Regions from separate parts of the Mus musculus genome. Here regions 1, 2, 4 and 5 are each linked to region 3. A link is a contact called in public HiChIP or PLAC-seq, capture Hi-C and promoter capture Hi-C data. All regions are on one chromosome and are shown on one strand. The core of a region is the stretch at or near the end of the contact, and the rest is flanking DNA. Distances in the headings are between cores, read along the strand shown.

What was found. Promoter capture Hi-C pulls out the DNA fragments that hold promoters and counts their contacts. HiChIP or PLAC-seq counts read pairs in DNA pulled down with a chosen protein or histone mark. Capture Hi-C pulls out chosen DNA fragments and counts their contacts.
Region 1: a contact with region 3 is called in a FOXA1 HiChIP or PLAC-seq map of pancreatic cancer cells. The contact joins the promoter of Angptl4 here to the promoter of Brd4 in region 3. A contact is called at or near these places in 1 of 39 promoter capture datasets (hippocampal neurons) and 1 of 115 datasets of contacts at active chromatin or transcription factors (pancreatic cancer cells).
Region 2: a contact with region 3 is called in a promoter capture Hi-C map of liver, with 5 times the contacts expected there. The contact joins the promoter of Kifc1 here to the promoter of Brd4 in region 3. A contact is called at or near these places in 2 of 39 promoter capture datasets (cranial neural crest and hippocampal neurons) and 2 of 9 other capture datasets (liver and pancreatic islet).
Region 4: a contact with region 3 is called in a promoter capture Hi-C map of pre-B cells, with 2.6 times the contacts expected there. The contact joins the promoter of Btbd9 here to the promoter of Brd4 in region 3.
Region 5: a contact with region 3 is called in a capture Hi-C map of macrophages, with 8 times the contacts expected there. The contact joins the promoter of Pram1 here to the promoter of Brd4 in region 3. A contact is called at or near these places in 3 of 39 promoter capture datasets (cranial neural crest, hematopoietic stem and progenitor cells and hippocampal neurons), 1 of 115 datasets of contacts at active chromatin or transcription factors (pancreatic cancer cells) and 1 of 9 other capture datasets (macrophages).

The regions. Positions count from the first base shown.
Region 1 is chr17:33,779,129-33,783,908 of GRCm38.p6, forward strand. It overlaps Angptl4 (angiopoietin-like 4), which reads right to left and starts at 2,447. Exons shown (of 7, transcript NM_020581.2): 1 at 1,935-2,447; 2 at 1,655-1,765; 3 at 1,402-1,519. The coding sequence starts at 2,264.
Region 2 is chr17:33,888,146-33,892,396 of GRCm38.p6, forward strand. Kifc1 (kinesin family member C1) reads right to left here and starts at 2,488. Exons shown (of 11, transcript NM_001195298.1): 1 at 2,333-2,488. The coding sequence starts at 2,350.
Region 3 is chr17:32,281,759-32,286,046 of GRCm38.p6, forward strand. Brd4 (bromodomain containing 4) reads right to left here and starts at 2,375. Exons shown (of 20, transcript NM_020508.4): 1 at 2,305-2,375.
Region 4 is chr17:30,573,343-30,577,794 of GRCm38.p6, forward strand. Btbd9 (BTB (POZ) domain containing 9) reads right to left here and starts at 2,945. Exons shown (of 11, transcript NM_027060.1): 1 at 2,804-2,945.
Region 5 is chr17:33,636,335-33,641,093 of GRCm38.p6, forward strand. It overlaps Pram1 (PML-RAR alpha-regulated adaptor molecule 1), which reads left to right and starts at 1,722. Exons shown (of 10, transcript NM_001002842.2): 1 at 1,722-1,843; 2 at 4,130-4,759. The coding sequence starts at 1,841.

The sequences.
Region 1 (4,780 bases), core at 1,197-3,696, 1.5 Mb after region 3:
GGACTGGGAGACTGAGGCTGGGTGTGTGTGTGGGATACGGCTATGTCTGTTACCAGAAGAAGGGGGAAGAGGAAGAAAAGAAAAAGAGGAGAGGAGGAGAGAAAGAACTTGGCCTTGACAAGTCCTCTAAATTCAGGAAGAACCACCCCCAGCCCAGCCAGGGAAAGTAGGAGAAAGGTCACTGGGGGAGGGGCATGCAGGCACTTTCTGCCAGCCAGCTCCGTCTGCACTGCCAGGAGTGGGGGCAGACCCAGAAAGATGGGAAGTATACTTTCCAATCCCTCGGGCAGCTAGCTCCCTTTCCCCTACTTTCCTCTCATCCAATCGGGACAGGCACACTGCCAAACCACCCATGTGGTTCCCATTAGGGCCAGCTGTTTGTCTCTCCAGCTCTGAACTTTCCTCTACTTGGCTAGGCTGAGTCTGGGAGTTCCAAAGCCACAAAACCACCCCCTCAGCTCTTCTCTTCCACCACATCACCCATCCAGAACCTATGCCTGCCGACCCTGGAAAAGCTCATCCATGACCCTCGCCATGCCTAGGTACTTGCCTAAGTAAAAGCCAGGGGAGGAATTAAGTCTAAGGAGGATTGGGCTGAAAGCCAGCAAGCAGCCTTAGGGTGTGAAGGGGATATCCAAACTTTCACCTAGTTGGCTGTGGAGAGCCACAGATGTCAAGAAGGGTGAACGAATAGGCATGAACTCAGGGTTGGAACTGGGAGCCTCTGACTCTGTGCCCCCCATCCCCCACCCGCCCATCCCGCACTGCGTAGCTCCACACACACTTCAATTTGAAACAAAGTATTGGGCATGGACATCCACAATCTAAGACCTAGAAATTGTGATCGAAACTGTTATGTATATATGTGTATGTGACTGGATGGAAGCATACAGGACAAAGGATCTGTATCTGTAAGATGTAAGAGGATGTGTCTAGTCTAGGAGCCGGGGTGGGGGTGTGCTTACTCTGGTTTTCCCTTTTATAGTTACATCAAGAGATGTTGGAGGGTTCCAAACCTCGGGAACGCACACACATCCACACACAGCCCTGGATTCCTTTGCATGATGTCCCTGAGCTACACCACCATCTCCCAGAACCCCTGAAACTTTAGCTCCTTATGATCTGCCTTCCTCTACTTGTTCTGGTTAACGGCTAATAAGATTTTGGGAAGATTCTTGCTGGGAAAGAATGGTGGGGTGGTCTGGCCAAGCAGGATCATAAGTGAAGAGGGTGCAATATATAAAAATACCCTTGATGAGAGCCTAGTGAGCCCACAGGAACCCAAGGCCAGAATCTCTTTCTTTCCTATTAAGGTGGACCTGACAAGAAGGCTAAGGATTGGAATGGCAAGTGGGGTGGTTGGGGAGTTGCCAGATGACAGCAAAGACCAGAGATACTCACTGTGTAAGTGGGTGGCGTTGGGAGTCAAGCCAATGAGCTGGGTCATCTTGGGAAGCCTCTTTCCCCTCGAAGTCTTGTCTACTCCATTGTCTAGGTGCGTGGGGGCCAAGAGGTCTATCTAAGACCGGGCAGGAAACGGGTGGTTAGATCTTTTGACTCATGCCATAACAACTGCTTAGCCACATTTCATCACTACATTTCACCCCCACTTTGTTTCCTCTTTCCCATTTGGGCCAATTGCTGGGGTAATTACCTGGCTCTGAAGATTCTGTATTCTCAGATTCTGCTTTGATAGGTATCTCTGCTGCTGGGCCACCTTCTGGAACAATTGCTGGATCTTGCTGTTTTGAGCCTTGAGCTGAGTCTGAAGATATGCAAGGCTAGTGAAGACCTGGCTTTATGTCGGCAACCTCCTCTTATTCACCCTCCCTTCTACCCTTTCACAGTCTGCTCTGAGGCCCTTCTCCACCCAGGTCCTGGAGTACTAGACTCGTTAGTCTAAGTAGAGTCAGAGTCCTAGTAGATGCGCCTACCTGCAAACTCTGCAGAGTCTCAGGAGTCTGGCCTTCAGGGACTCTATCCTCGGAGTCTTTGAAGGGTGCATCTTTTCCCTTGGGCCCCTGACAAGCGTTACCACAGGCAGCCATGCGGCGCTCCAGCGCGCCCAGCTGCCCACGGGTGCGCTCCACGTGTTCGCGCAGCCCATGGCCGAGCTGTAGCAGCCCGTGAGCCAGCAAGTTCATCTCGTCCCAGGATGCAAAGCGCGGTGGCTCTGGCTGTGCAGGGCGCCCTTGCGCGCTCAAAAGCCCCGCAGTAGCCGCGCATAGCACCAGGGCAGCGCCTGCTGTCGGAGCGCAGCGCATGATTCTGGGGGTGGCCTTGGGTGCAGCAACGCTAGGACTCCGGAACGCAGGAGTTCAAGACCCAGCAGCTGGAGTTCTGGGGGAGCCGGCTCAGACTTAGACTTGCTCTGGTGCAGAAGAAGATCTGGAGCCCGTAGCTCATAAGCGTTTCACGGTTGCACCTAAAGCCCCACTTTATAAAGCGGGTGTGGGAGTGGGAGGGAGAGCATTGGAGGCGGGGCCCGGGGGCGGAGCGAGTGGCCAAGTTTTAGGGTGCAATGCCACAGGCTTTGTAGTTACGAGTGTGTGTGTGTGGCGTGTGTGTGTGTGTGTGTGTGTGTGTGTGTGTGTGTGTGTATGAAGAGTTCTTGGGGATGGCTGCTTCGCCTTCCTTGCGACCTAATAAGCGACGTGACTGTCTGTGCACTGCATGGTTCATCCTAAGGCCGGAAATTCCCAGCCCTAGCCCGCATCCCAGCCCGGTTCAATGGAGGAAAGGGCGTACAAATCAGGACGTAGATGCCTTCTTTTTTTTTTTTCCCCTTCCCGCTACGTGGATGCCTTCTTGACTGACCCCTTCTCAAGTCAAAAGCAAAGTAGGGCAGAGTTACGTGGCAGAAAGTTCTCTCCCTGGTAGGCTGAGTTCAGATGGCAAGTGGGGGATTACAGAACCTTGCTCTCTGCCTCTTAGAGGCTTCCTGAGATCTTTAATCCACAGACCAGGCGGAACCCCTGCCCCCACTCTCACTTCCACCACCTTTCTGGCTCCCACGCTCTTTCCAGCTCAAGCATTCGTCATTGCAGATGTGTTTGTGAGGATCACTAACACCCTTGTTCAATTAGTCACCTCTTCCTGGCCAAATAGTCAATAGCTGGGATTTCTGTCTACATTGTAGAGATTGCAACCCTAGGCTTCCTCCTGTTGCCTGTCCTCCACCACCAGGGGTCTTGGTGTCCAGGAATTTACCTGCGTTAAAGGAGGATCAGTGTCTGAGGACAGACCTGTCATCCCAGCTCTTGGGGCATGGAGCAGAAGAGTGTGGAATTCATCTTGAGCTACACAAGTGAGTTTAAGAGAGCCTGGGCTACTCTGAGCCAGGTCTCCAAACAACAACAGCAACAACAAAACTGGTGGCACGCACCTGTAAACCCATCACGCAGGACACAGGGGAATAGTACAAGCTACAAGCTAGCCTGCTCTACATAGTAAGTTACAGACCAGTCAACGCTGAAACAGCAAGACCTTGTTTCAAAACAAAACAAAAACAATTCATAGTTATGCATACTTTAACTCCCAGCACTGCAGAGCAAGAAGCAATTGGAGGAAGCTCTGTGAGTTTGAGGTCAGCCTGGTCTACATAGTGAAGTTCCAGGCCATCCAGGAAGAAGACCTTGTCACAAAACAACAACAACAACAACTAAAAAAGCCAGGAGGAACTGGAAATCTATCTTACCAGTTAAGAGCATTTACATCTTTTGCAGGGGATCTAAGTCCAACAGCTCACAGTCACCTATAATTCCAGCTCCAGGAGCTATGGTGACTTTGACCTCCTCAGGCACTCACACACATGCACACAATTTAAAACAGTCATTTAAACATTTAAAAAGCAGGCTGGAGAGATGGTTCAGCAGTTAAGAGTACTGACTGCTCTTCCAAAGGTCCTGAGTTAATTCCCAGCAACCACATGGTGGCTTACAACCATCTGTAATAGGATCTGATACCCTCTTCCGGTGTGTCTGAAGACAGCTACAATGTACTCATATAAATAAAATAAATACATCTTTTTTAAAAAAAATTTAAAAAGCAAACAATCTAGAGAACATCAGCAAAGATTTCCCTTCCACACCCATCCATTCATTCACTCATTCCATACAGCCTAGATCCTGTACTGAGTTTTTTAGTTTGTGTATAAATCCTACCTTTGAGCAGGGGAGAGGGACAAGGCAGAGACAAAAGAGGACTGGGGTGGGGCAGACAGCTTTCCTTGTTTATGCTGCCTGGTTAAGTTTTTATTCAACAAGTTTGCATTGGTGTTCCTTTTTCTGACAGTTCCCCTGAAGCCTGGCACAGAAAACCTGTCTGACAAGAAGACCCTTAGGGCAAATTGACTGAAAAACCCCCAAGTTGAGTCAGCAGGGCTGGGAGCCAGCAGCAAACCTCTGGAATCTGAAACTGCATGCCTCAAGGCTGACATGCAGGCCACTGCTTGTACACTTGACCAGCTGGGCCTTTTGCCAGGCTGATCCCAGCAGCAGTGACAGGCAGACAGGAAGAGTAGGCAGAAAACCCTCAACAAGGGATGAATTCATACATCCACCATCTGTTCTCTCCAAACATCAGCCTTTGGGCACAGCTCATAGCCATTCCATGCTAGTCCATGTGCCATCTCCTTGTCCAAGTCTTCTTGCCTCCAGAGAAAAACCACCAAGATGGGTGTGGTGGTGCATGCCTGTCATCTTAGCACTTAGAGGATAGTAGCAAGAAGGTCCACCTGTAAGAGAAACAAAATAGGGCTGGTGAGATGGCTCAGCAGGCA
Region 2 (4,251 bases), core at 1,238-3,737, 1.6 Mb after region 3:
GTCAGGGTTTCTATTCCTGCACAAACATCATGACCAAGAAGCAAGTTGGGGAGGAAAGGGTTTATTCGGCTTACACTTGCACATTGTTGTTCATCACCAAGGAAGTCAGGACTGGAACTCAAGCAGGTCAGGAAGCAGGAGCTGATGCAGAGGCCATGGAGGGATGTTCTTTATTGGCTAATTTCCCCTGGCTTGCTCAGCCTGCTCTCTTATAGAAGAGAGCAAGACTACCAGCCCAGAGATGGTCCCACCCACAAGGGGCCTTTCCCCCTTGATCACTAATTAAGATAATGCTTTACAGCTGGATCTCATGGAGGCATTCCCCCAACTGAAGCTCCTTTCTCTGTGATAACTCCAGCCTGTGTCAAGTAGACACAAATTAGCCAGTACAGTAACCAATTCCTTAGCTGCCACAGCCATATGCATCCCAGGCTAAGCTATGAGGGAGGCAGAGTTTGTAGAGAACAATGTTACACCATAATGTAAAAAGTCACACCTTGACAGCGATTTAAAAAAAAAAAAAAAAAAAAAAAAGATGGTTCACTAAATTGGTTCTCATACATTTTCCTTAAAAAAAAAAAAAGTAAACAATAACAAAGCCAAGAGCGGTGATCCCAACTCTCTGGAGGCAGAAGCAGTGGGTACACCAGTTCTAGCCAGTTCTAGACTAGCCAGAGTAACATGGTAAGACCCTATTTCAAAATACAAAAAACCCAACTTTATTACTGAGTAATTGAAAAGCACTACCTTTTATGTTTTTCATGCTTTTTCTGGACAACTCTAACCAGTATAAATCTCTCTCTCCCTGCCGAAAGGGAGACACAAGGACCTCTTCTCTCAGACACACTTAACACACAGTACAGCTGGGCACTGATGGCGCACACCTTTAACCCCAGCACTCGGGAGGCAGAGGCAGGCAGATCTCTGAGTTCTAAGCCAGCCTGGTCTACAGAGTGAGTTCTAGGACAGCCAGGGTTACACAGGGAAAACAGCTACCACCACCACAAAACAACAACAAACAAACCACAAAACAACAACAACAAACAAACAAAACAACAACAACAAATCAGCAAGCAAACCCTGCTATTCTTGGGCATGCTACCAGCTTCAGGTTACTAGGTCAAATTTATATTGGTTTTTTTTTTTTTTTTTGAGACAATGTATCACTGGCCTGAATCTCCAAGCTCTGGTCTGAGCCTCCACACAGGTGACCTCAGGTGCACAACTGACTTCAGGATGGTTCGTTGCTTTTGGTTCAGGGGACTATAGACCCAGGTGTTTCTTGGATGCTCGCCTAGCACTGCACCACAGACCTCTTCCTTCCAGTTTTAACTCTCCATACCTTAGTTAATGTTGTTCCTCCTAGCTTTCTTCTTCCCCTTCCATCTGCTTGAACCTTTACTGTCCTTCACTCCCTCCCAATAGAGATACAAATTGTATTATGTCTGTCTCCCCAGGGAGTGTCAGCTCACTGGTAGCTAGGACTCCTGTCTCCTACATAAGTACAGCTGTGCAGGGCCAGAAGATGCTTGGCAAATACTGCAGGAACAAATCTGAGAAAAACTATTTTACTTTTTAACTGTCACCTGTCACAGTGCAGTGCTCTCCCTTTTGGCTGTGAGTATACCAGAAAGTCTCTTCAAGCTGAACACCGACTGTGAGTCAGTCTAGACTGAAATGCTGGTAAACAAAGAATGCAGGCCGGTCTTTCCTGACACCAGAGAGATCAGTCCATTAATTGCCACACACATACGCCTCAGATGCTTGTGGTGAAGAAGGGCACCCCCATAAACTAGTCAGCAGTCCAAATGAGCAAAAGGAAGAGGCAGGCGAGGGAATAAGGATCCTCTGGGCCGATGCCCCCATTTCTCCTCTCCCCTTCCTCTATCCCGATCCAGCAGCAACACAACAGGTCATCAGCAAGAAAGGTACTTTGCGGACAAGCGACAAGGCCTCTTTCAGAACCCTCGCTTCTCCCACAAGGCGATCTGTAAGAACTGAGAAGCACAAACATGTCGAATCCGCTTGAGAATTCGAAATGGGAAATGCTGGAGGGGGATAAGGGACACGGGATGGTCGCGCCTGCACGACTGGAATGGCGGGCCAACGTCGCTGCGACTGTCCTGGGACCTCGCCGTGTGTGTGTGTGTGTGTGTGTGTGTGTGTGTGTGTGTGTTGCCCTCACTGACTCGGCCGCTGGTGTCCTGGGCGCGAGGCGGTGCGACCCTCCCCTGCAGGACGGCTTGCCCCGACCTGTCCCCGGGACGCGGGTCTCCGGGCGGCCGGCCTGCGTCCTCCGATCTTGGCGCGAGGTCGTCTCCGCCGCACTCACCTGCGCCTGCACGTCCATGGTGGTCCGCACAGAAAGGGTGCAAAGGCAGCAGGCAGGACGATGAGACCCGCGTCCTCTCAAGGGCTCGCGCCGCAAAACGCCGAAGCCAGGCTGTCCAGGAGCCAGGCCAATCAGCCACACCCGCCACTTTTGAATTTCAACCTCCGCGCAGTCAACGCACTTCAATCCGCAGAGGCCAATCCGCGCCGGCGCCGCGGTCGCGAGCCAATCACGGTGCCCTCCGCCTCCGGGGCCACGCCCCCTGAGTCGCGACTCTTCTAGTCCGCTAGAGCACCAGAACTAGACCCCTTGGATCCTACTTCCGGATCCGCTCTTCCTCTTTTCTCCCTCTCCCCCTCCCGAGCGCCGAGCGCGGCTTCCTGAGGTCTCTGGTTGCGTCAGAAGTGCGCTTGTGTGGAGGAGTGGCGTGGGGGAGGCAATACGCATGTGCCTGAGCGGGGTCGGGGCGGAGCGAGCGCCACCTAGCGGATACTGCTGAACTTGCACACCTCCTCGCCAACCCTGTAGACTGGAGACTGTTACACCGAGGTCGCTCTTGGTCCACTTTCTCAGGTCCGAAAAGTGGAAGCTGGTTGATGGCGCTGACCTGTCCTCAAAGAAGAAAAAGTGGAACCCATATCTGGAGATGTAATAAAGTCATAAATCTAGAGTAGGGCCGGGAGGATAGCAAACTGGTTATCCCTGAAACTCATATAATGTGGAAGGTGAGAACTAATTCGCCACAAAGTTTTCTGTGCCCCTCCTGCCTCCAATATTATATATTATACATAAACAATATGTATTATATACATAAACATATATCTTTACACATATAAATAATACCCAATAGTACGTATTATATATATAAGCATATATATATATATATATATATATATATATATAAAACACATAAATTACATATATATTTATTTTGTTTTTTCGAGATTGGGTTTCTCTGTGTAGCCCTGACTGTCTTGGAATTCTATTTGTAGAACAGGCTGGCCTTGAACTCAGAGATGCTAGGGCTACCCTGTGCCACCATGCCCAGGTCAATAAACAATCTTTTAGATTAAAAAATCAAAACAAAACTAGAAGCCAGGCTTGGTGGCACACGCCTTTAATCCCAGTTCCCAGTACTCAGAATGCAGAGGCAGACAGATCTCTTGAGTTCAAGGCCAACCAGGTCTACAAAGTAAATTCCAGGGCAGCCAGGCTCTGTAGAGAGACCCTGTCTTAAATAAATAAAGAAACACACACACACACATACATACATACATAACTGGATAAATAAATAGTATGTTTCTTTTTTTTTTTTTTTTTTTTTTGGTTTTTTGAGACAGGGTTTCTCTGTGTAGCCCTGGCTGTCCTGGAACTCACTCTGTAGACCAGGCTGGCCTCGAACTCAGAAATCTGCCTGCCTCTGCCTCCCGAGTGCTGGGATTAAAGGCGTGCGCAACCACACCCAGCAGTTTCTTTTTTTTTTTAAAGATTTATTATATGTAAGTACACTGTAGCTGTCCTCAGACACTCCAGAAGAGGGCGCCAGATCTCATTACGGATGGTTTTGAGCCACCATGTGGTTGCTGGGATTTGAACTCAGGACCTTTGGAATAGCAGTCAGTGCTCTTAACCACTGAGCCATCTCTCCAGCCCAAATAGTATGTTTCTTGACACCAAACTCTAAATCTACAGCCCCCAAAGACCTTACTTGAGATGTTTCCAAGTCTACAAATGTTAATGGGGGGACACTAGAAAATTTCTGGTTATAATTCGCCAAACTGGTTATAATTTTAAACTAGACAGTATTTCCCTAGTGACTTTCTAGAAAAAAAGCAAAAGTTTTAGTGTGTGACAAAATGTGAGTTTGTCTTCTACTGAAACCTGTTTTGGGAGTTTATCTTTCTTGGCATGAAGCCTGA
Region 3 (4,288 bases), core at 1,125-3,624:
TTAGGAGGCTGAGACAGGAGAACTGCCAAGTTTGAGGACAGCCTGGACTCAACCCTGTATCAAAACCCTGCCTCCAGTGCCTAGAGAAGGCAAGTCTGTAACTGCCACTCTTGCTGAGGCCTCAGGCTCTGGTCCCAGCATTCTCACGGCTCCTCACAACCTTCTATAACTCTAGTTCATGAGGACCCGAGGCCCTCTTCTGCTCTCCAGGGGAGAATGCATGTGTGCACAAATATTAATAAACATACTCTCCACTCTATAGAATCTCTAACTCTCAAGTCATTCAACAGCCTGAATTGTGTAACTTGAAAATACTGCCGCCTTCTGTATCTCTCCAAAAGTGAAAGTGTAATTTGGTACAAAGATCACAAAACTGGCTCAAAAAAGATTAACTCTGGAGACAAAGTCTAAATTCCTTTAAATAATTCAATAATTTAGTGGAAATTTTACTAAGTGGTCTAAGGTTCTCCAGCAATCCTTAGATAAAAGTTCCCTCTTGCAGCCCTCCAAATGAAACACACGGGCATTCAGAACATCCAAAATGTCCCAGTCACTTTTGTATCCTAGCTTTCATCAATAAGCAAAATCCCTTATCTTTAGCAATTTGCATGTGCAGAATGCTAACAAGATAAAAAGAGGTTTATTTCCAGTTAAGACCAACTAATACCACTTAAAAAGACTTACTTTACCTTGAGTCCTTAAATACTTTATTGGCTACCAAAGATAGGATGTACAAATCAGCAACAATATATTTTATAATTCTGGGCTTTTCCTTCTAGATTTGATCAATTCAATTCAGTCTTTGACAGTGTTACCTTTTCCAACCTTCCTAGTTGAAGCTTTGAGAAGGAAGGAGTTGGTTACCTATAAATGCCCTCTATGGAAAGATCATTCTCCATCCAAATTAAAGTGAATAAAATAATGTTCTTGTAAATTATTGTAAAGCCCATAAAACTGAGCCCCAGCTGAAGACTTCTAAACAGGGTTTGTCTGTATACCCTGGCAGTCCTGGAACTCACTTTGTAGACTAGGCTTGCCTCGAACTAAGAAATCCACCTGCCTCTGCCTCCCGAGTGCTGGGATTAAAGGCGTTCGACACCACGCCCGGCTAGCTGAAGACTTCTTGAAATTGAAAACACATTCATAATTCCTTTGCATTTTTGTGGGTGACATTCTTTTTTTTTCTTTTTTTTTTTTTTAATTTATAGCTGTCTTCATAAACCCCAGAAGAGGGCATCAGATCTCATTACAGATGGTTATGAGCCACCATGTGGTTGCTGGGATTTGAACTCAGGACCTTTGGAAGAGCAATCAGTGCTCTTAACCGCTGAGCCATCTGTCTAGCCCTGTGGGTGACATTCTTTACAACACCCAAGCTCTACCAATTCCAAGGGAAGTTGACATCTCCATTCATAAAAATTTTCCAATTTTTTATTATAGCACTGAAGAGCACATTGGCTTAGAAGTACACTGAGAGTTGGATTTTAGTAACCAGGGGCTATTAATATCACCTTTGATGATAAGTAAAGACATTCTCAAGAGGGCTGCTGCAACTGGCATCCAACATATATACACACACAGGAGATAATCTCACCAGATTTCGAAAAGCATAAACAAGTAAACAAGCAGGCTAAAAACACTTTTAAAAAAACAAACAAAAAAACCCTTGTCTTGAGTAACAGGGAGGTCAGCCAATCAGCAGAGGCACATGACTCACCCACCGGCCTGAGCAAAAGTATTCACACTGTCCACTACACTAACGTGGGATTTCCCATCTCCAACCCAGCTCGGCCTTGGGGGCTTCTTGTTTAAGTGCTATTTCCGTGTTTGTGTGTAAGGGGGGGGGGGGTCATTTTGCTGAATCACAACTCTCCAACATCCCCACCCTAAACCGACACACTCCTGCAAGTAAGAAGCCATTGCAAGGGACGGCAGCAAGCAGAGACCCATCAAAACAAAGCACCCAAAGAGTAGGCTTCCAGGTTGGGAGTGGGTGGGTCGAGAGGGACTCCTGGTCCTTCGTCACCCTTCCTGTCCCCTGGGTCCAGCCTGGAGCAGGCGTGCAATGGAAGCTCTCTCCCTGTGAACAAAATCTTCTACCTCTTTCTAGGCAGAGCTCCGGGGACAGCCGGAAAGGTGAGACTATGAAGCGGGAACTCGCTATCCCAGCACTGGCAGGAGTACCCAGCTGACGGAAGGAGAGCGCGCCGGGGCACGACGCGCAAGAGCGACCCGCCCCAAGGGGGAACTGCAACCAGAGAGAGCGGGCGGTACCCGCGGTCAGCATCCCCGGCCCGGACTTACGCGGCCCGGCGCGCACCGCAGATCCAGAGGCAGTCGCTTCCTCCTCCTCCTCCTCCTCCTCCTCCTCACTTGACAAAATGGCGGCGGCAGGAAGTGCCGGGAGCTTGGCCCGCCCCCCGCCCGCCCCCGGCCGCCCAGCGCGCCCGCGCCCCCGGTCCCGGTCCCGGTCCCGTTCCCTGCCGCCGCCCGCGCCAAGGGGGACAGCGGCGGGCGCAACTGCCCCGGTACAAAGTCCGCGAGCCCACTCGGCCGCCGCCGCCCCAACGGCGCGGGCTGCCCCGGCAGGGCGCGAGAAGCACCAGGCTCCGGGCCCACGAAACTGCGGCCTCCCCACCCCCGCGCCGATGGCGTAGGTGGTGGCGCACCAGCCCCATTACGCAATGCAGGTTACGCGGGCCGCGCCGTGGGGCCCCGGCAGCCCGCCTCGCGGCCGCGAAGGACACCGGTCCCCTCACCTGAGACGCTAGGCCGCACGCCGCCGCACGCTGTCCGGGACGCCAAGCCGGGGCCCGTCCGCCGCGCCCGCCGCGCCGCTGCGCTCACAGGCCCCGCTCGCCCGCGGGCACTGCTGGCAGCCTCCGCCGCAGCCGCCGCCACTGCTTCGGTTCCTCGGCTGCGGGAGAGCAGAACAAACAGCCCTGCCGCCGCCGCCAGCGCACTGATGTCACCACGCACGCTGCGCGCGCGGCCCCGTGTCATCGCCGCCGCCCGGCGTGCGCGTCCCGCTGGTCCTCCCAGGTCCGGAGAGCTTCGTTAGTGCCGGCGGCGGTTGTAGAGGTGAGGACAGGAGACTGGCTCCCCCGACTGGGGGGAGGAGGGCGGGAGTCCTTGGAACACGATCGAGGGTCTCTGAGGACTGTGTACCCCAGAGGGATACACAGAAGAGGGAAGATCAAGAGAAGACAAGAAGAGTCTTCAGGGCCATCCATAAGGAAACAGCTTTTCGGAGGAAGCCGACACGCAGACTCAGGGAAGGAACCTTGCAGATGAGTGGGGATCTTCACATGCAAGAACGACAAGAAAAGATTTTTTTTTTTCCCCCAGAGCTGAGGACCGAACCCAGGGCCTTGCGCTTGCTAGGCAAGCGCTCTACCACTGAGCTAAATCTCCAACCCCAAGAAAAGATTTTTAATCCAAAAATTTAAATAATCCGATGACAGACTCAAAAGAGCAGATGGTGAAGAGAGCCCTCAGACAGGTGATAGAGGAACATTAAGGCCAGAGGACTATGGCTAGTTGTGTGTCAGTGGGAACTGACAATTGCTGAAAATACAGACACGTTTCACTATATTCACTACACTCAATTTATGGAATCAACTTAAGGAAAATATTTCATGTATCATGAAATAAGAGAATGAGCCAGCGGGGATTTTTTTTTTCAGAGCAGGATCTTAAGAATTCTTACCCTTCTTGTCTCAGCCTTCCAAGTAATGAGATTACATGTGTTCACCACCACACCCAGGTCTTCTTGGCTGGCCTCTGTAGAGGAGCTGAAGATTGATCAGTACGGATCTCTAAGCCTAGAACATTCTCTTTCTTGTCCTCCAGATTAACTTTAATTCTTGAAGACGTAAGTCAGCTCCCAGCATACTCTGAACTAGGTATGTGACCATTTGAGGGGTTGCAAAACATCCCAGCCTGGAATACAGAAGATCTTTGAGATTTTTTAAGACAGCATTTCTCTGTATGGCCCTGACTGTCCTAAAACTTAAACTAGAATAGCCTTGAACACAGAAATCTGTCTTTCTCTGCCTCTTAAGTACTGGGATAAAAGGTATGTACTACCACCCCCAAAGAAAAAATTAGAATTTTTAAGGTTCCCCATGTGTGTGTGTGTGTGTATGTGTGTATATGTATGTATGTATATATATATATATATATGCATATATATATATATATATATATATATATATAGAGAGAGAGAGAGAGAGAGAGAGAGAGGTGTCCAGAATTAAGAAGGCTAAAAGAAAAAGGTAGGCTGAGG
Region 4 (4,452 bases), core at 1,695-4,194, 1.7 Mb before region 3:
GATATCCTTTAAGTAAAAATAACATTTATTTTTAGGCAGGGCTTGATAGCTAGCACCTGTAATTCCAGTACTCAAGAAGCAGAGTAAGGAGAATACTCTGCAAAATAAGTTCTAGGCCAGCCAAGGATATATGTAAAACCCTATCTCAAGAATCAAATAGATTGGCCGGGCGTGGTGGCGCACGCCTTTAGTCCCAGCACTCAGGAGGCATGGGCAGGTGGATTTCTGAGTTCGAGGCCAGCCTGGTCTACAAAGTGAGTTCCAGGACAGCCAGGGCTACACAGAGAAACCCTGTCTCAAAAAAAAAAAAAATCAAATAGATTAAAATAACCAATTTTTTTTAAAAAAAGAAGAGTCAGGCAGTGGTGGCACACGCCTTTAATCCCAGCACTTGGGAGGCAGAAACAGGCAGATTTCTGAGTTCCAGGACAGCCAGAAAAACCATGACATAGAGAAACCCTGTCAAAAAAAAAAAAAACAAAAACAAAACAAAAAGAAGAAGAAGCAGGAGAAGGAAGAAGAGGAGGGGGAGGAAGAGGAGAAACAGATGTTTTAAAAGAGTAACACTTGTAACTTATTCTTGTCTAAGATTTTATTTTGATCCCACCCTACAGACATACTCTGTTCCAGTTGATTTGCTGTTGCTGTGATAAAACCCTGATCAAAACCAGCTTAGGAGAGGGGTTATTTTGATTACAGGCCAACTGTCCATCATCAAGAAAAGCAAAGGCCGGAACCTGGAGGCAGGAGCCAGATGCCGTTTCCTGGCTTGCCTGTCTCCTACAACCCAGGACAGCCTGCCAAGGCCTAGCCAGATCTGCAGGGCAGTGGGTGGGACCTCCTGTATCAATTATCAATTAAGAAAATGCCCTCACACCACACACCCATCCTGTGCAGGCCAACCTGACGGAAGCACTTCCTCAGCAGACGGACGGTCCTTTTCCCCAGTGATTCTAGTTTTTGTCAAGTTGACAAAAAACTAACCAGGACGGAGTCTACACTAAAATTAATGGGATGTCTGTAACACTTTTACAGCCACCCTGTAAAGCCTCTCTCCCCACTATTTCTGTACAAGGAACCTTTCTCTGCTCCAGTCACACAAGCCTCCTCAAAATATCCTTCCGCCATCCAATGACCAAATTAGCACTAACTTTTCACCACAGGATTTATCTCTTTCCTAATTCCAATTTTACTCTCTGTTTAAAGGCCAGCCCTGTATCTGACCTCCTCCTGTGTAAACTTCTCCTATACTATAGCCCCACCTAATCCTACTACCTCACTTCCTTCTGGGATTCTTTGACATATACATGATTTCTTTTTCTGACTAGACAGCTCATTCTTAAAAGAAAACAGGCTGGTCAGGGACCTCACTTGTGACCCCATAACCCTCTCACTAAGAGGCACAACTCGGGAAAGAGGGAGGCAGTTGCATTAACTATGTGAAGGATAAAACTAAATGTTCCCCTTGTACTGTCCACGGGGTATGAGGCCGCATCAACCGCATAGCTATCTACCCGGGAGCGGGCAGTTTTCTAGGAGGCACAAGCAAAAGGGGAAATAAGTAACTCACTCACAAAAGCTCGTAATAGAACAGTGGCTCCTGAGTGGTTTTTCAAAGCAAGCTTTACTGATTCCAAGACGTGAGAACTTCAGAGACCATACCTTACAGAGACTCCGTTATAAAACTGAATCTCCTGATTTTAGACTCTGGGTGGAAACTCTAAAGTTATGTCCCTCAGTTTTTAGGCATGATCAAATGTCAGTGCTCCCTATCTTGTCACTCTCACTTGGCACTGCCTTTAACTCATAACGGGAAAGATTATTTCTTCCATTTGTCTCCATTATTCCTCCTTAAAAAACCACCACATACAACGGACCCAACAGAATCCTGTATACTGGCTGATGGCCAGTTGCATCATTTAACTCCAGTCTCACCATGCCAGCCCACGCGTGAAACACAATCTACATTTCCACCAGATAAATAACAGCCCGCACTGCTTCTGGGAAGAACACACACAAAAGGCAGGGCTGCTCTACCTGCAAGACCCTTGAAATGGCCAAAGCACAGCACGGTTCTGGGAAATAGATACAAGGGCAGATTTGAGTCTATGAGGAAGTAACAATACTGGATGGATATGGTCCCTTGGCTTCAAAAATGTGGATCAACACAGGATATAATAATAATAATAATAATAATGTTCAGAGAAGCACGTGGGCATGCACGTGAGGCTGGAAGGTCCAGGCAACAGGTTAGTCAACCAGCATCTTCACTGACAAGTCGCCTTCCCCGGGTCGTGGGTGTGCCCGACGCTCACGCAGGCACAGATTCTAACGATCTCTCTAACAACCCGCTCCTACTCCCAGACCCGCCAGGGTAGAGCTGACGGATCTCTTCGCGGTTTACCCCAAAACTTTGCGAACCCCGAGGGTCCCCATTTCCGCGTTTGTCAGGTTTGCACAGTCGGCGTCTCAGTGTGGACGCGCGGCTGCTGAGGAACGCGGGCTTCTCCCGCTTCAAATTCCTAAAAGGAAACCGGCAGCGTCGCACTGGAGTCCAGTCACTTGTCCCTCGGCACCCCTCTCTCCAGCGCCCCCCTCTCACCCCCCCCCACCCCCACCCCAGAGCGCCAGGCCCGGGAACTGACCCTCCTCAGCCCCCGTCCCCGCCCCCGGAACCAGCGGCCGAGGGGCGTGGAGCGGCGCGCGCGGGTCCGGCGGGGAGGGGGAGCGCGTCCCCGCGCCCCGGGCCCGCGCAGCAGGTGCGGCCAGGCCCCAACTCTCACGAGCGGTCCGGGCGACTCACCCCGACGATGTCCCTCAGCGACCTAGAAGCCGCCACACACGTCTCTTCCGCCAGCAGCGACCCCGCCTCGTGGCCACCGCCCCCTCGACCGCCGCCGTCGCCGCCTTCCTCGCCGCCGCCGTCGCGGCGCGCGCCCGCTTTCACGCACACCGCCGTGGCCGCGCACGCGCTCTGCGCGCTGGCGTCACTTAGCAACGGCTCAACCGTGGGCCAGTAGAACCCAGGACGCCAGGGCCCCAGGTCGCCTCAGGCGGGGGTCTTGCGGCGTGTTTCCCCAGGTCGGAGCCACTGCCCCTCCAGTACTGGGCCCTGAGGGTGTGGCCGCCCTGCCGACACCTGGCTCAGGGTGAGGCACGTCATCACACGTCACTGAATAGCGTCATCGGTCGCGTCACTGCGTAAGGGGACGAGCCGGAGCGCCGGTTGGAGAAAGCCTCGTCTTTCTGCACTTAGTCGCTTGCCTGATGGACAGTCAGCTACGTGCGAGAAGTTGGACGAGGAGAATGGGCCAAGAGAGGCATTACCAGCATGAAGGTGCTACGAGGCCAGGCCTGAAATACCACGACTCAGTTTCCTCCTTCTGTCAGTGGGAAGACGGATACCCGACTTGCCTGCGCTAGAAAGGTGTCAACTTAGGACGAAATAATGCATGCGAGGCTGCGGGCGAACTGATCTCATTCGAACTCCTTATTTCAAGACCCTGACAGAAAGCCCGGACATAAGTCCTCGACACTCCAGGACTACCAAGTGTAACGTATAAAGCCCATTAGACTCCATCTTTCACATAAGAAGCAGGCACTGTGAACTTTGAAGCCGTAGAAATTGGGTTGTAGGTCTTTCCTGGCCGAAACTGGAGAGTCGTCACTCTTGAAAGTTACTTACCTGGGTGTGTGGGTTTGAAGATGGAAGACTTAATTCCAAGCAAAGACGACTTAAATGGGCAGTGAAAATGAACAGACACAGCAAGGGTTAGGGCTGGGCCAGTGAAGGATCAGAGCCACAACCTAGACTCTGGCGGTGGGGATGGAAACGCGGAGGCCAGCTCTGAGCGGGGGAATGAATAGGTAGGCCAGGTTTCTAGCGTGGTTGCTGAGACAGGTGGGAGTAACATTTAGCAAGACGGAAAGAAAGCTGCCTTTGTGTGTCAGTTACTAAATGGTAGTGACATTCCTTACGGATGACATGGTAGAACGATGGAATGTGGATACGTTGGTTGGGGAAACATTCTCCGCTCTCATCTTCCATGTGGAACGATATCCATCAATTTAATACATCTACTTTCCGATACACGTGTCCCCAATTTATTTGTCCTTGGAGAATTGACTTCGGGATTGGTACATTTAAAAAAACAAAGGGAGCCGGGCGGTGGTGGCGCATGCCTTTAATCCCAGCACTCTGGAGGCAGAGGCAGGTGGATTTCTGAGTTTGAGGCCAGCCTGGTCTACAGAGTGAGTTCCAGGACAGCCAGAGCTATACAGAGAAACCCTGTCTCAGAAAAACCAAAAAAATAAAAAGGGGGGGGGGGCAAACTGAAGTGGGAGATCTTTGAAGAAACAGAGCAAACCCTAGAGTTTAACATTAGGAAACTGCCCACAGGTGATACCCAATTCCAGCTTTGTTGTGTTTTATAGAATAATGTTTCCCACCAA
Region 5 (4,759 bases), core at 472-2,971, 1.4 Mb after region 3:
TCAGAATCTTGATGCTATGTGCTAAAATAAGGAAGGTGTGCCTCTCAACCTAAGCTGCTTTATTTCCATTTAAATAAGCTGAAACCATACCTGGCTCATTCCCAAGAGTTATACAAGTTCTTGCTACTCTATCAGCCTTATAATACCCAACAGCAGGCCCATCACCTAAGTCAAAACATATATTTATTTTGTTTCTAAGATTGGTTTTCATTGTGGGTTTTTTTTTTTTTTCTTTTACTCGAGACAGGGTTTCTCTGTGTAGCCTTGGCTGTCCTGGAACTCACTTTGTAGACCAGGCTGGCCTCGAACTCGAAATCCGCCTGCCTCTGCCTCCCAAGTGCTGGAATTAAAGGCGTGCGCCACCACTGCCCGGCTTCATTGTATTTTTACAAGGCACTGCAACAATAGCCTTAAACTACCAGACTTTCCAATCCTCCTGCTTTTAACTCCCAAGTGCTGTTTTATGAGATTCTAGAAATCAGATTTAAGGCTTTGTACATGCTATATAAGTACACTACCAACAGAGCTACAAACTTTGGATTTAGTTTATGTTATCTTCCTTCACAGGGTCTCAACTTTCCAGCCGGGGGATGGTCATGCACTTAATATCCTCTTCTCCCACATGCGAGGATTACGGATGTGTGCCACTATACCTGGGTAGAACATGTACTTTTTTGGTTACGTTTCTGAGTCAGGGTCTCATTATGTAGTGCTGGCTGGCCTGAAATTCACTATGTAGATTAGGCTAACCTTGGAAATGTAGTGAACTTCCTGCTTCTGCTGGGATTACAAGTATGCACCACTACGCCAGTTGCTTAGAGCATGTACTTTGTGACTCCAGGGACATAGACACATGTACACTCATCTATACACCAGAACCATCCTGCTAGGGTGTAAGTAGTCCTCCTCCTTGGACCACATCCCAGACTGGTGACATCAGAATCTCTGGAAGATATTTTTTTAACAGCTCAAAGAATTCTATTCTGTTCCCAAACTGAGAATCATACCTCTGAACCCTGCTGAGTGTTCTTTGTTCCTGTGGACTGAATCACGTGTCAGGGCTCTCCTTTCCTATATCTACCTTTGTCCCACTTTGGGCTTCATTTTCCTGCAATCCAGTTTTCTTGTTTCTCCTCTCTCTGCTTCCTTTAACCACTGTGAACTTGAGAGGTCCTAAAACCCCATACCTTCACAGCAACAGTGATGTCCCTTCAGCCCAGGACTTAGACATCTTTTAATGCCACCCACCCATAAGTCTGCTTATCCCAGTTGATGATGCTTTGGGTGCATAGCCCTGGCTGATGGGGCATTTGTCACCTTAACAGGGAAGTCCTGTTGAGAGTACAAATGGTGAAACAAGGTAGATGAAGCAATACAGGAGGACAGATATGTCCTCACCATTGCAACAGCCATATCCTAGGTCTACCTCTTTAGAGACGTCTTAAGACCCAGAGAAAGCCATAAAATCCCCACTAAGGTGCTGTGACTGTCCTGAGTTTGTCCTAAGCTTGCCTCTTCAGAGACAAAGCTTGTCAGGACCCCAAAGTGTTAAAACTAAGGGGGACAATAGGGAATCAAGAGGCTAGTAGGAGCTAGGAAACTTGTGCTTTATAGATGTGCTTAGGTCTAATGACCTGACTTTGGGGACAGTAGTGGACAGGCAGGAACTCAAGGAGGGGACAGAAAGGCTATCTCCGCCTCCTTCCTCCTCTGCCCTCCCCAGCCCAACAGCTCCGACTTGGTGTGTCAGCCCGTGGAGCAGAAACCACACTTAACTTCCTCAAGGCAGAAGCCTAAGCTCAGAGCTCATTCACCCTGTGGTTCATCATCCCCTGAAGCCATGGTGAGTCCTCAAGCCCCCATTGGAAGTTCATTCAGGTAACAAGGGTCCCAAGTAGAAACTGGGGAACTGGTAAATATGCCCTCATGGGTAACCTAGCAGAACAGAGCTAGAACAGTCTTGGGGATGAGATGGCACAGGAAAAGATAAGAAACAACCAAGGCATAATAGCTTGAGCTCTTGTGGACCAGCTTTGTATCTGTGACTGCAAGGCAGTGTGGTGCTGGTTGGGTCTGCCTGGAATGATATACCCTCAATCCAGGTCAGCAGCTGGGATATAAGCAGAGGTTTCCTGTGAAGTGATTAAATGGGTCACGCACCTGCTACACCAGTCCCCATCTCCAGTCCGTTACCCAAGCTGTGCTCTGCTAAACCCTTCCTTATCTACCCTTGTGGTCATCAACTCACTTAGACTGGGGCTTCAACAAAGAAATGTCTGACCCCAGGCAAGAATTGCTTCCTTCCCAGAGATCCTTCTGAGTCCATCTCTAGATAGATTTACAAGGTTCTGTCCTCTCTGTCCTCCAATCTTTTTTACCCTTGGTGAAGATAGGCTGGGGATATCTACCAGCACCTATGGCAAAGAGCAGGTCAGACTTGAGAGCACCAGAAATGTTCTAAACATATCATATAGTGCCTGTACATTTGGGGAGCCTCCCTTCTGGTCCTCATGAGACATGTCAGGGACTATGACACCTAATACCCACATCTTAGATAGATGTATGTAGAGCTTGTTAACTTAGTTAGAATGGCTAGCCAACAAGCCCTAGAGGGCCTCCTGGCCTAAGCTCTCCAGAGCTAACTAGGATGACAGGTACTGCTCCTGACTTTGTTATGTATGAGTACTGAAGCTAGAACTCAGGCTTGCATGACAAGTACTTTACCTACTGAGAAATCTCTCTAGTCCCCCCAACTAAATTTTAACAATTTATAGTCAAAATGGGTATGGTGGTATACACCTGTAATGCCAGCACTCAGATGGCTGAAGCAGTAGAACTGTTGAATCCCAGCCTGGGCTACATAGTGAGAAACTGACTTAAAATAAACAAAAAACAAAAAAAGGAAAGGAAAGGAAAAAGGAAAAAGGGAAAAGGGAAAGGGAAAGGAAAGAAAAAGAGAGGGGGGCGAGGAGAGGAAGAGAGAAGAGGAGAGGAGAGAAGAGAGAAGAGAAAAAGAAAAGCAAGCAAGCAAGCTAAACTAATGGTGGCACACACCTGTAATCTCAGCACATGGGAGGCAGAGGCAGAAGGTTATCCTCAACTATAAAGCAAGTTTGAGGCCAGCCCAGGATATATGAGACCCTGCTTCAAAAAACAAATTAAAAAAAAGGAGGAGGAAGAGGAGGAGGAGAGGACGATGACAAAAAACCCTCATCACTGGGAAGATATAGTTCATTGCTAGAGCTTGTTTAGCAAGGTGCTAAGTTCCATCCCTAACACCACAAAAATAAAAATCCTCAAAACAACCCTAATATAAGAACTAATATAAAAAACTTCATAGGTAATGGGAGACAAAGAGAGTAGAAAATGTTGGTGACTGTGGGCAACTGGGAAGAGAAAACTGATTTAAAATGGGGTTATCTCCGAGGTCACCCTTAAGGAGCATTATCATAAAGACACAGAGGAGGAAGAGGAGAGACCCATGCATTGAGTGGTATGCATTACAGACAGGACAGAGGCGGGGTGGGGGGACCACTGCTGAGTCATTCAGGGACTGTTTGCTTTCCTCAGAGATGAACTCGCTGAGAGATTGGGAGCAGACACTTTATAGGCCTCCTCTAGGGCAGCAGACCACGGAGGAGGAGCCCATTACAGTGATCTGGACTGTGGAGGGCAGTTCCTCTACTTGGGGTGACAGTGAGAAGTAGTTGAATTCCGGATGTATTTTGAAATCAGGAAAAAAAAAAAAAAAAGGACTGGGGAGAACCGGTGATCAGGCAGAGGGCAAAGAGAGGTCAAGGGGGAGCAGTGGCACAAAGCACAAAGGTTGAAGATATTGTTGATCAGAAGCGTGGGCCATGGGCTAGTAGAAAGGAATAAGTAGTTAGGTCCTGTTAGAGGTTAGACACAGCTTAGGTGGAGGAGTCTGGAGGGCGTGGGTTCCAGGAACCTGGGGACAGGAGTAGTTCTTACCCAAAAAGAGAAGCTGAGATTGGGGAAGAACCAAAGTTAGAATGAGAACCTAAGGGAAGAGGAGGGTGATGGGTTTGTGTGCCTGTGACCAACTGTAACCGTTTCTCCATCTGCCGCCTTGTGATGAGAGCCTTCCTGAATGACCCATGTCTTTTAGGGGAGCAATCAGGACTTCCGAAACCTCCAAGCTAAGTTCCAAACCTCTCAGCCAGAACTTGGAGAACTGTTCAGAAAAACCCCAAAGCCTGAGTTAAACAAAGTCCTGAAGAAATTTCCACAGACTGAGTTAAGTGAGCAGCCCAAGAAGTCCTCACAGTCTGAGCTCAGTGCAGTGTCTTTGAAACCACTGCAGCTGCAGTTTGCAGACCTCCCCAGGAAGCCCCCACAGCCTGGAGTTCTTAAAAAGTCACCACAGCCTGAGTTCCCTCATCTAGCCAACAAGCCTGTACAGGCTGAATTCCCAAGGAAGCCTCTACATCCAGAGTTCACAGGTCTCAAAAAGCCTTCCCAGGCTGAGTTCACAGATCTCAAGAAGCCCCCACAGCCCCAGTTTGCCAGCCTCCCCAAGAAGCCCCCAAAACCTGAGTTTGGAGAGCTCTCCAAGAGACCTCCACAGCTTGAGACACCCCAGGAGCCTAGTGCTCCTCCTGCCCAGAAGCTCCTGAAGCCCGAGCCTAACAATCCTGCCAGGCCTCTAGGAGAGCTCAAACCCAAGATGTTTTGGCACCTTGAGGCCAATGAGGCACCTAAGAGGCCCTTGCCATCTGAATCCAGTACTTTTCCCAAG